Linked DNA regions of Gossypium hirsutum: region 2 is linked to region 1. Evidence: chromatin contacts called from public Hi-C data. All regions are on one chromosome and are shown on one strand. The core of a region is the stretch at or near the end of the contact, and the rest is flanking DNA. Distances in the headings are between cores, read along the strand shown.

Region 1 (4,471 bases), core at 1,367-3,866:
GAGACTCCATCTATCCATAGTTGTCAAAAGAAATGACCAGGCAGACACAACCGCTGTTATTACAACAGCAGAAGCTTTGACGGTAATAACCTACAAGTTAAACAGAATAAATTAATTCTCAAATAAAGCAAATAACTATGCAAAAACATATCATCGAGCTTTTCCATTAGCAAGATACAAGCAATAACTGATTCAATGAACCTCAATACACTATCAGATGATTTTTAATTACTGAAAATCAGGCATACATACTTACATTAGAGCCTAGTTTAGGGTGAACCAACTGCCACATAATTTGCATTGATTTTTCTGTTTCCTCTGGTTCGATTCCCCCAACAAAAGTGATGATAGCCAAACACTCCAGTAACTACAATAAGAAACCAGGTAATGTGAAACAACAAATGGCTGAGAATCTAAATACCAACAAAATATTAGGGGGACAAAATCCAATTTAACTTCTAGCATACCGAAGCTATCTTAGAAGATTCGTAACCAGACTTAAAAGCCTGTGAAACAGGAGTGATTGATTCCTCCAATATTTCCCGTGCTTTGTCTCCAGGACCAATAGTTAAAGCCAGCAAACCTACCAAAACAAATTATCAGCTTGAATTCTTCCATCCATGCATGCATTACAATTTGCAAAAGTTTTCAAAACTAACCAACGGTACGGGAAGCTAAAGATATCTCTTTGCTGGACCCCTTTTTGAGGGAATTCAGGCACCGGTGCAGTAATGTAGCAAACCTGAACAACAGCCAAAGACAAAAATATGACTGTTAGAAGCATATGGATCCAAGTACCATGAATTTGAATCATAAGAAACACTTCCACCCACACCTGCAAATATACTTGGCAAATAGAAAATGACAATCTAATACTATGTAATCTCAAGTCTGACTAACTAATGAATCCCACCGAATGTGTGCTATTCCTAATTCTTAGCGTTTCAAGAACCATGATCCTAAATCCTTGGGCTATTCTTGCAATAAAATAAATCAAACCCAAGATTAAAGACCACTTGAGAGCAACTTACTTCTTCTCCACGAACTCATGCTGCAAGTTGCTGTTGAAAGCTTCGATAATCGAGGCCAAAGCCTTCTCTCGCGTTGAACCCCTTCAACAAATGGAGAAAAACGCCCAATTGAGCCACATCCAAGTCAAAAGCATAATTATTCTAAAAACTTTTGAGAAATCTCGAGAACTTGACAAAGTAACTAATTTCAACTAACCAAACTATTCTTCCTTAACCACAGTAACAAGAAAACCATGCATCAAATTTTCATCCAACTATATCTAACCTCTTTTCGTATAAATTATCCACAGCTTCATCAAGTAAACTATCCTTATTAAGCTCTACTTCTTCAGTTCCGGAAACCGACATTCGATCGGAATGCATGGTCGACGATGAACTTACACTACTATTATCATCGTCACTATCTAACATCGTCGCATTTTTGCGCTGAGTTTTACCTGCCAAATTCATATAATTATTTTTATTCAGCCTTAAATAAAACCTAAAACAAAACAAATATAAAACCGACGCCAAACACACCCCAAGACAAATAATAGAAAATTGTTCAAACGCGACTTCACCAAACAATCAATCATCTAACATCCATAGCAATTTGGAAAGTCAAAAAGGCAGAAATTTAATCAAATTAATTAGCAAAAATTACCCAAAAAAAGAATAGAGGAAAAAAATTCTCACGTTTTCCCATGTTGGTGACTACTTCTCGGCCGTCGGTTTTTATATGTTAGAAACTACAAGGTTGACTAAGAATCTGAGAATGAGATAGGTTTGAAATTAAACAACGATAGACAGAACGAAAAACCCAAAAAGAATCCAAACAGAACAAGGAAGACGATATCAGAAGCGAATGGGAGGAGGATGCAGCCATTAAAGTGATACAGAAAATCCCTATTAGAATATAAAGCCAAGGGAAGGGAATGGATTTAGAAAATTACACAAACCCTAATTTATATGTAAAAAGAAAAGCGAACGGGGATTCGGGAATTGGCAGGTTGGGACACGAGGCGAGTGTAGGGATGGAGCACGTGGAATTAGGGTTAGACACGTGATTAAAGTAATTTTACTTTTTAGGAGGCGAGTTTGGGGGTTTAGAGTTCCCGGACTCTGGGAGAAGTTTGTAGAATTGTTTTTAAAGAAAAAAGAAGTATTAAATTTGTAGATTCTTAAATTTAAAAAAAAAAGTGAAAAGGGTGGCTAAAGATTGAACTGTTGATTATCTGTTTTTAAAAGTTTGAAAATAATTTCTCATGGAAAAAGTAAAAACAGAACTTTTGATTTTGATTTAAAGTATTAATTTGGTTAAATACGAGTTTTTATATGAATCTAACTTCAACTGGACTTCCTGAGCTGCGACCCAACCCAATAACAGCAAATTTTCATAATTATCTTAAGCTCAATCGTTGCCCACTTCGCCATAAAAAAACTAATTTCGACATCACCAAAATTTTACTATAAATAATAAACCCAAGAGTATAAAATTCTCAGTTTTGCTTTGTTTATCCTTCAAGACTTCTAATCGAAGTAGAAGTCGACTTATTTAAACTAATGTTATATCATATCTAATTTGTTTATCCTAAAAAGTCAAGCATGGCAGATGCGGTGTTCAATTGGTACAAGAATGGGGGTACAGCAGAACCTGGTACTAAGAGAAGTGAAACTACCCTGCAAGCCAAAAAACATCTTTCTTCCATGGGTTGGGTTTTTTGGTATGCTCAGAAGAACGGAAGACAAGAGTTACGATATCAGTCACCGCAAGGCAAGGTTTACTATACACTCAAAGCTGCCTGCAAAGGTTACATCGATGAAACATCCGGGGCCGAGGGAGGAGGAGGAATGGCCGTGGCCGTGGCTGCTGACTTGGAGCCCAAGAAACCCTTGAAAAGAAAGAGTTTAACTCAAGAAAATCCAGCTTTCCCTAAATCTCTTCCATTTAAATCCCTGCCGCCACCCAAAAGAGGGAAGAAGGTGAGAAAACAAGAAAATCAAGCCGAGCCTCGGGTGATCAAACGAGAGAGGATTAGAATACGAGAGCATCTTGTTCCGAATTCATCTCATCGTAACCCAAGAACTGTTCTCTCTTGGTTGATAGACAACAATGTGGTTTCGATTTTGGGGAAAGTGTATTACCGGAATAAGGCAGGGAATCCATTGATGAGAGGAAGGATAACTCGTACTGGGATTCAATGTGACTGTTGTTTCAGGGTATTTGCTCTCACCGCCTTTGAGGCTCATGCGGGTAGTACCAACCATAGGCCGGCTGCTAATATAATCTTGGACGATGGCAGTGGCAGGTCTCTTTCTGATTGTCAAAGGCAAGTGCATGATTCAATGATGACGATCCCCACATCTGCGAAGAAGGGCGATTCAAATCCACGTGGGAGTGATGATGTTTGCTCTGCTTGTTGCGATGGGGGGGAGTTAATTTGCTGTGATCGTTGCCCTTCTGCTTTCCATGTCAATTGCGTGGGCCTCAAGGAAGTTCCAGATGGTGACTGGTTTTGCCCCTCCTGCTGTTGTGGCATTTGTTGTATTGGAACTGTAAGTGATGATGATAATTTTCTTGCTTGTCAACAATGTGAGTGTAAATTTCACATTGGATGCCTCAAGTTGAAGGAATCAAATGAACTGGCTAGGAAAAACAACTGGTTTTGCAGCCATAGCTGTGAAAACATCTTTTCCAGCCTGCAAAATCTTACTGGAAAACCAATTCCAGTGGGGAACAATCTGACCTGGACATTGCTGAAGTCGAAGGCAAGCTCTAATGGCGACGGCTATACTGATTGCCCCGATGGCCTGGATTCTTGTGCAGAGAATCACAGTAAGTTGAATATTGCACTCGATGTGATGCATGAATGCTTTGAGCCTAGTAAAGATTCTTACACAGGGAGAGATCTGGTTGAAGCTGTGATTTTCAGCCAAGGGTCGAAGCTGAAACGATTGAATTTCAAAGGATTCTATATTGCGGTTCTGGAGGAAAACAATGATCTGGTTTCCGTGGCTACCGTAAGGGTACATGGTGACATTGTGGCCGAAATGTCCCTTGTTGCTACCAGGTTCAGCCACCGCCGCCGCGGCATGTGTCGAGCTTTGGTGGATGAACTTGAAAAGAATCTAGCCAAACTGGGGGTGCAGAAGCTAATTTTACCCGCCGTGCCTGCTGCAGTCGACACATGGGTTAACGGTTTCGGGTTTTCTCACATGACAGGCGACGAGAGATCGAAGCTTCTGCAATATGCTTTACTAGACTTTCAGGGAAGCATAATGTGCCAAAAACCCTTGAAAACTGAGTTGTGATAGACTGATATATCATAAGGTGCAAGTATCGTTCCAGGTACATGAAATATTAATGTTTGTTCTTGTTATTGTATTATCAGATGTTAACTGGTATAGCTTACATGTGCATTTATAAGTTTATTCGTCAGCAACTATACATTAGACTTGGA
Region 2 (4,471 bases), core at 798-3,297, 210 kb before region 1:
TTGCTTGTTGAGGATAGATTTCTTTTATGTGTCCATAGTGACTGCATGAAAAACAAACTGTAGGTAAATATTCATACTCTATTCTTTGAACCACGTAATTTACCATGACCTGAGAAATTAAGGCTTTGTCCAAGTTAACATACACTGCCATTTTCGCAAATCATCCCCTAACCCCCGTTATTTGTATTAAAACCCAGTTTTTCTACTTTCCCAATAAGCCCTCTTATTTCCCTCAGGATTTGCCACTTGTACATGTGCCTTGGCAACTCGGGAATCCAAATCCATGCCATGATCGTGCTTGGATATGGTTGTACCAGGTCAAATACCACAGTCCATGGTTGTACTGTTAAATATTGCCCATACACGATCCAGAGGCCTTGGCATAAAACTTTCTCAAAATCTTCCGAGTTCTTGAATTTGGCTAGGAAGTATCCGTTCTCCACATCCATTAAGTGAAACGGTTGAGAGGGTTTCCAAAGCAAATAGACTTTGTTATAAAGCGTTGAATACTCGATGCTTCTTCCAAAGAGTTTGATTACTACTGTGTATGTCACATCTTTGATTAAAATTTGATTTACTTGATCAGAAAATTTAATAGAGGGGATGCCATTGACCAATGAACATTCAATATCATTTTCCGATATCTCAAAATCTCCTACTCCATCTGCCCGATTCCCACCAACCTGTCTCTCCATGATAGGACCTTTTCAAAAATCAGTGTTATGTCCATCACAATATCTAGGTTTTCCTCTGTTTCCTTTATACAAACTTTCTTTAACCACCGACTCATTATTTCATCGTCATCTCTCCCTTTGCGCTCCGTGGAGTCCATAATTTTGTAGTACACAATATATTTGAGCAAATGGTAGTCCAAGCGTGGAATTATAAAAAAGATAAAAATTTATAAAACAATCATTAAAATTTATAATAATTACTAGAAGCTAATTAAAACCATAAAGTTTTTATAATTTTTTTTAAAAAATATTAAAAATGGTTAAAAATTAGAAATTTAATTTAGAATTTTTTTAAAAATTAATTAAAAGCTATATTTAAAAATATAAATATTTTATAAAAATTATTTTTCTCATTTTTATAAAAATATAGCAACTTACCATTAATTAAAAAAAGCCATTGATTATTAAGAAGGCATAACATTTTAGAAGAACTTTCAAGTATGCATAAGAAAAAAAAAGAATTCCAATGTTTGATATACTTAAAAATAAATTATATTAGTTAAATAATTTAGTAAAAATGAGAAAAATAATTTTAAAAACATTTAATAAATAATTTATATGGTTTTTAATTAATTTCTAACAATTTTAATAAATTAATTTTTTTCTAAATTTTATAAACTTTTATGGTTTTTAATTAATATCTAATAATTATCATAAATTTTAATGATTTTTATAAATTTTTATTTTGTTATGAATATCTTATTAAGTGGATGCCCATCATGATCAATATAAAGTTTTAATATACTTAGTTAGTAGAATTATAAATAGAGACTCTGACGAAGTATTGTAATCATCCATTTGATCAATAAAGTATATTTTTTTTATTCCTTTTATATTTTCTTTGTTCTTTGTTCTCTCCATCTCTCTTATTTTATAATACGTTATCATAATACAATCACTCCAAATGTTGCTCAAGTTGTTGACAATAGCTATTGTAATTGCAATTTCAGCCTTCAATTAAAGCCTATGCACTATGAGTAATCATTAGAGCTTTTAATCACTTAAATCTTCCACGCATGTTTGTAATAGTAATTATAAAATAAAAAATTAAGAAAAATATTTAAAATTCTATTTTACTAGATTTATTACATTCCCTACTAACCCCCTGATTTCATCCCTACTTCTTACCACATCATCCATAATTCTTATCAAATAAAAATAAATACATATCTTTTTTCCAAAACTGATATATTTACTTTGGTAGGAACCATAAATAAATAATATGGTAAAAGAATTTATAAAGTTATTTCTCGTGAAGAAACAAGAAATGTGGCAGCCACGTGTAAGTAGTTTAGTAACAGACCTACAGAGGTTGCCTCTCCTCCACGCGACTCATCCATCCCCATAAAACCCCGCCACTGCAATGGATTCCCTTCACTTTAAATTCCATACTACAAACAAAATGTATACTACATAGGCCACTCCTAGCATTACCACCCTTATGCTCTCTAATCTAATCTAATCTAATCTTTTCCCACATCCTTCTCACTCTCTCCTCTATGAAAATTCTGAGTTTTTATGTTTAAAGAATAAAATCTGTTAAATCCCAACAGTTTTTTTCAATATAAAATTGGAGGTGTTTATGATTAGATACGTTTAGGTGTTGGGAAGAGAGTGAGATTAAAGGATCAGACTGTGGAATTGAATTTTGTGAGTGCCCCCCCAATGGTTGCTGCTACCCTAAACCCCAAACACCTGGGAGGAACTGGGCTACTGCCTCCCTTGTTGCCCTCCGACCCCCACAATTCCATCCCTCCGCCCCCTCAAAATTCCCGAAAATGTTTGTCCACCTCCTCATCCCACTCAAATTCTTCCACAAAACACACGACTTCATCGGCTATTAAGAGGTCTCAACCGGTGGAGAGGAGACATGCGGTGACCCCGCCGTCTAATAAACCTATGCGTTTGAAAACTGACAACGCTAACAATAACACTGCTGACAAGGTTAGCAAAGCTACACCAGCTCCATCACCATGCCCCACAAAGAAAGAAACCACCAAGAGGCGCAAACCGACGCTGGAAACGAGAAGAACAGAGCAAACCGAAATTTCAAAGACGGAGCGGTGGCCGGCGAGGTTAAGGCTACCCAACTCGGTGGCTAGTAGAAGCATGGCTTGCACCGATGAGAGGAAGAGATTAAACGGTTCTGTTAATGGCAATGTACTTGGGCCACTGCAAGATTTCATGGCTGATAATAGAGATATAAGAGCCGTTACTCCTGTTGAATCTAAGGCTCAACGTGGTCTCGCTGCTTCTGATACTGAAAGTGTTTCTTCTGGTAGTACGTCAGGTTCTTCACAAAGTTCCTCCGCTAACGTAGACGTTAAGCGTGGGCCTCCAGGAATAATGGTCTCCGCTCGGTCCTGGCAACAGACTGCTAATCGGGTATGCCGGTCCCATCCTGGCTCGCCGGTTCCTAAGAAAAATACAGCGCGCACTAAGCTAATTGTACCAGACAAGTTCGGAGCTGATACTCCTTTTTCGTCTCCAAACGGTGTATTGAATAGCAGAGGACAGTTACCGCCAATTCATGGGCCAGTTCGGCCTGCGTCACCGAGTAAGCTTGGGTCATCTTCAACGAGGGGAATGAGTCCTAGACTGAGGAATGGTTTGGATGATAATTTGGTAACTAGGCTGTCGATTTTGAGCTTTGTTGGTGATGGTTTTAAGATTGGGGAGAACAAAGTTTCGGATGCTAATTTGTTGAGGCTACTTCATAACCGGTGGTTGCAGTGGCGTTTTGTTAATGCTAGAGCAGATGCTACTCTGTCTTCCCAAAGGTCTAACGCAGAGGTACGACTCTAAGAAGTGACTTTGAATTTATCTCGTTGTGTTTGTATGCTGTTTGTATGCTTCATCAAGTTTGCATGCTTTACTATTATAATATTCATAGGAATTCGCTTTTACTATAATTTTGGCAGTACAGCTCGCAGCATTAAACGTTGCATACGAACACCATTTTGAGGATTTTGGCTAAGTTTTACTTTTAGAAAGTTAATTTTTTTAGAATGTTGCCTGGCTGCACGCAGTTTGTTTTGTCTTACCATCTGGAATTTCAGGGTTTTGTTAATTAAAAAAAGAGAGCTCAAGAACAGTCCAGACAAACAATTGAATTATGTCTGATAAAAACAGAGAGTGGTGTTCTTGGTAGAGCTGAAATTCTTTAGGCCACTTCTGCTTGATCGAACTTGGCACCCTGCCGTTTTTGGTTATAATTGCTTTTATGGTGTAGAAGTTATGTAGTATGAAAGCAGCCTGTGAGAGTTGTTTTGTGGCTTAAAATGAGTTTAATCATGTTAGGGAGAGAGGCTGCAGTATTGGTGAAATTAGAAATTTTCCATAAGAGTGTAAAGGGATATTTTTAGTACAATCTATGATAAGTGACGACGGATAGAATTGGATCAAAGAGATTGCATGCCTGATTTTCACAGGTTTTTCCTTCAGACCAAATCCAGAGGCCATGTGAGACACTGAGATCAGTAGGTTTTGATTTTGAAATAATATTGGAAATCAAGAATGCTAAATGTTCTAGAGGAGCATGCTGGTTCATCAGTTGCTGATTTTCTTGCACTAAGGAACCAGTCAAAGAGGGCATCCATTATGCTAGAAACAACTTGATCAAATTAGAGGCAAGCAGAGGTTGCAGATTGCATGTGTCTTGAAATAGCTATGATTGATTACTGATTGACATCTCAGGAATGAGAAACAAGTGAAATAAAAGTTGCATTGATTTTTTT

The links. A called contact is a pair of places that touch in the nucleus more often than the background predicts.
Region 2: a contact with region 1 is called in a Hi-C map of leaf, with 6 times the contacts expected there. The contact joins the promoter of LOC107951415 here to the promoter of LOC107952270 in region 1. A contact is called at or near these places in 11 of 34 Hi-C or Micro-C datasets (anther, callus, hypocotyl and 2 more).

What each region holds. Positions count from the first base shown.
Region 1 is chrA02:20,831,570-20,836,040 of Gossypium_hirsutum_v2.1, reverse strand. LOC107952270 (increased DNA methylation 1) reads left to right here and starts at 2,616. Exons shown (of 1, transcript XM_016887537.2): 1 at 2,616-4,322. The coding sequence starts at 2,616. The coding sequence ends at 4,322. It overlaps LOC107951416 (interferon-related developmental regulator 1), which reads right to left and starts at 2,154. Exons shown (of 13, transcript XM_016886467.2): 1 at 1,707-2,154; 2 at 1,297-1,468; 3 at 1,032-1,112; 4 at 660-742; 5 at 468-583; 6 at 257-367; 7 at 1-90. The coding sequence starts at 1,716.
Region 2 is chrA02:21,036,336-21,040,806 of Gossypium_hirsutum_v2.1, reverse strand. LOC107951415 (QWRF motif-containing protein 2) reads left to right here and starts at 2,047. Exons shown (of 6, transcript XM_016886466.2): 1 at 2,047-3,527. The coding sequence starts at 2,400.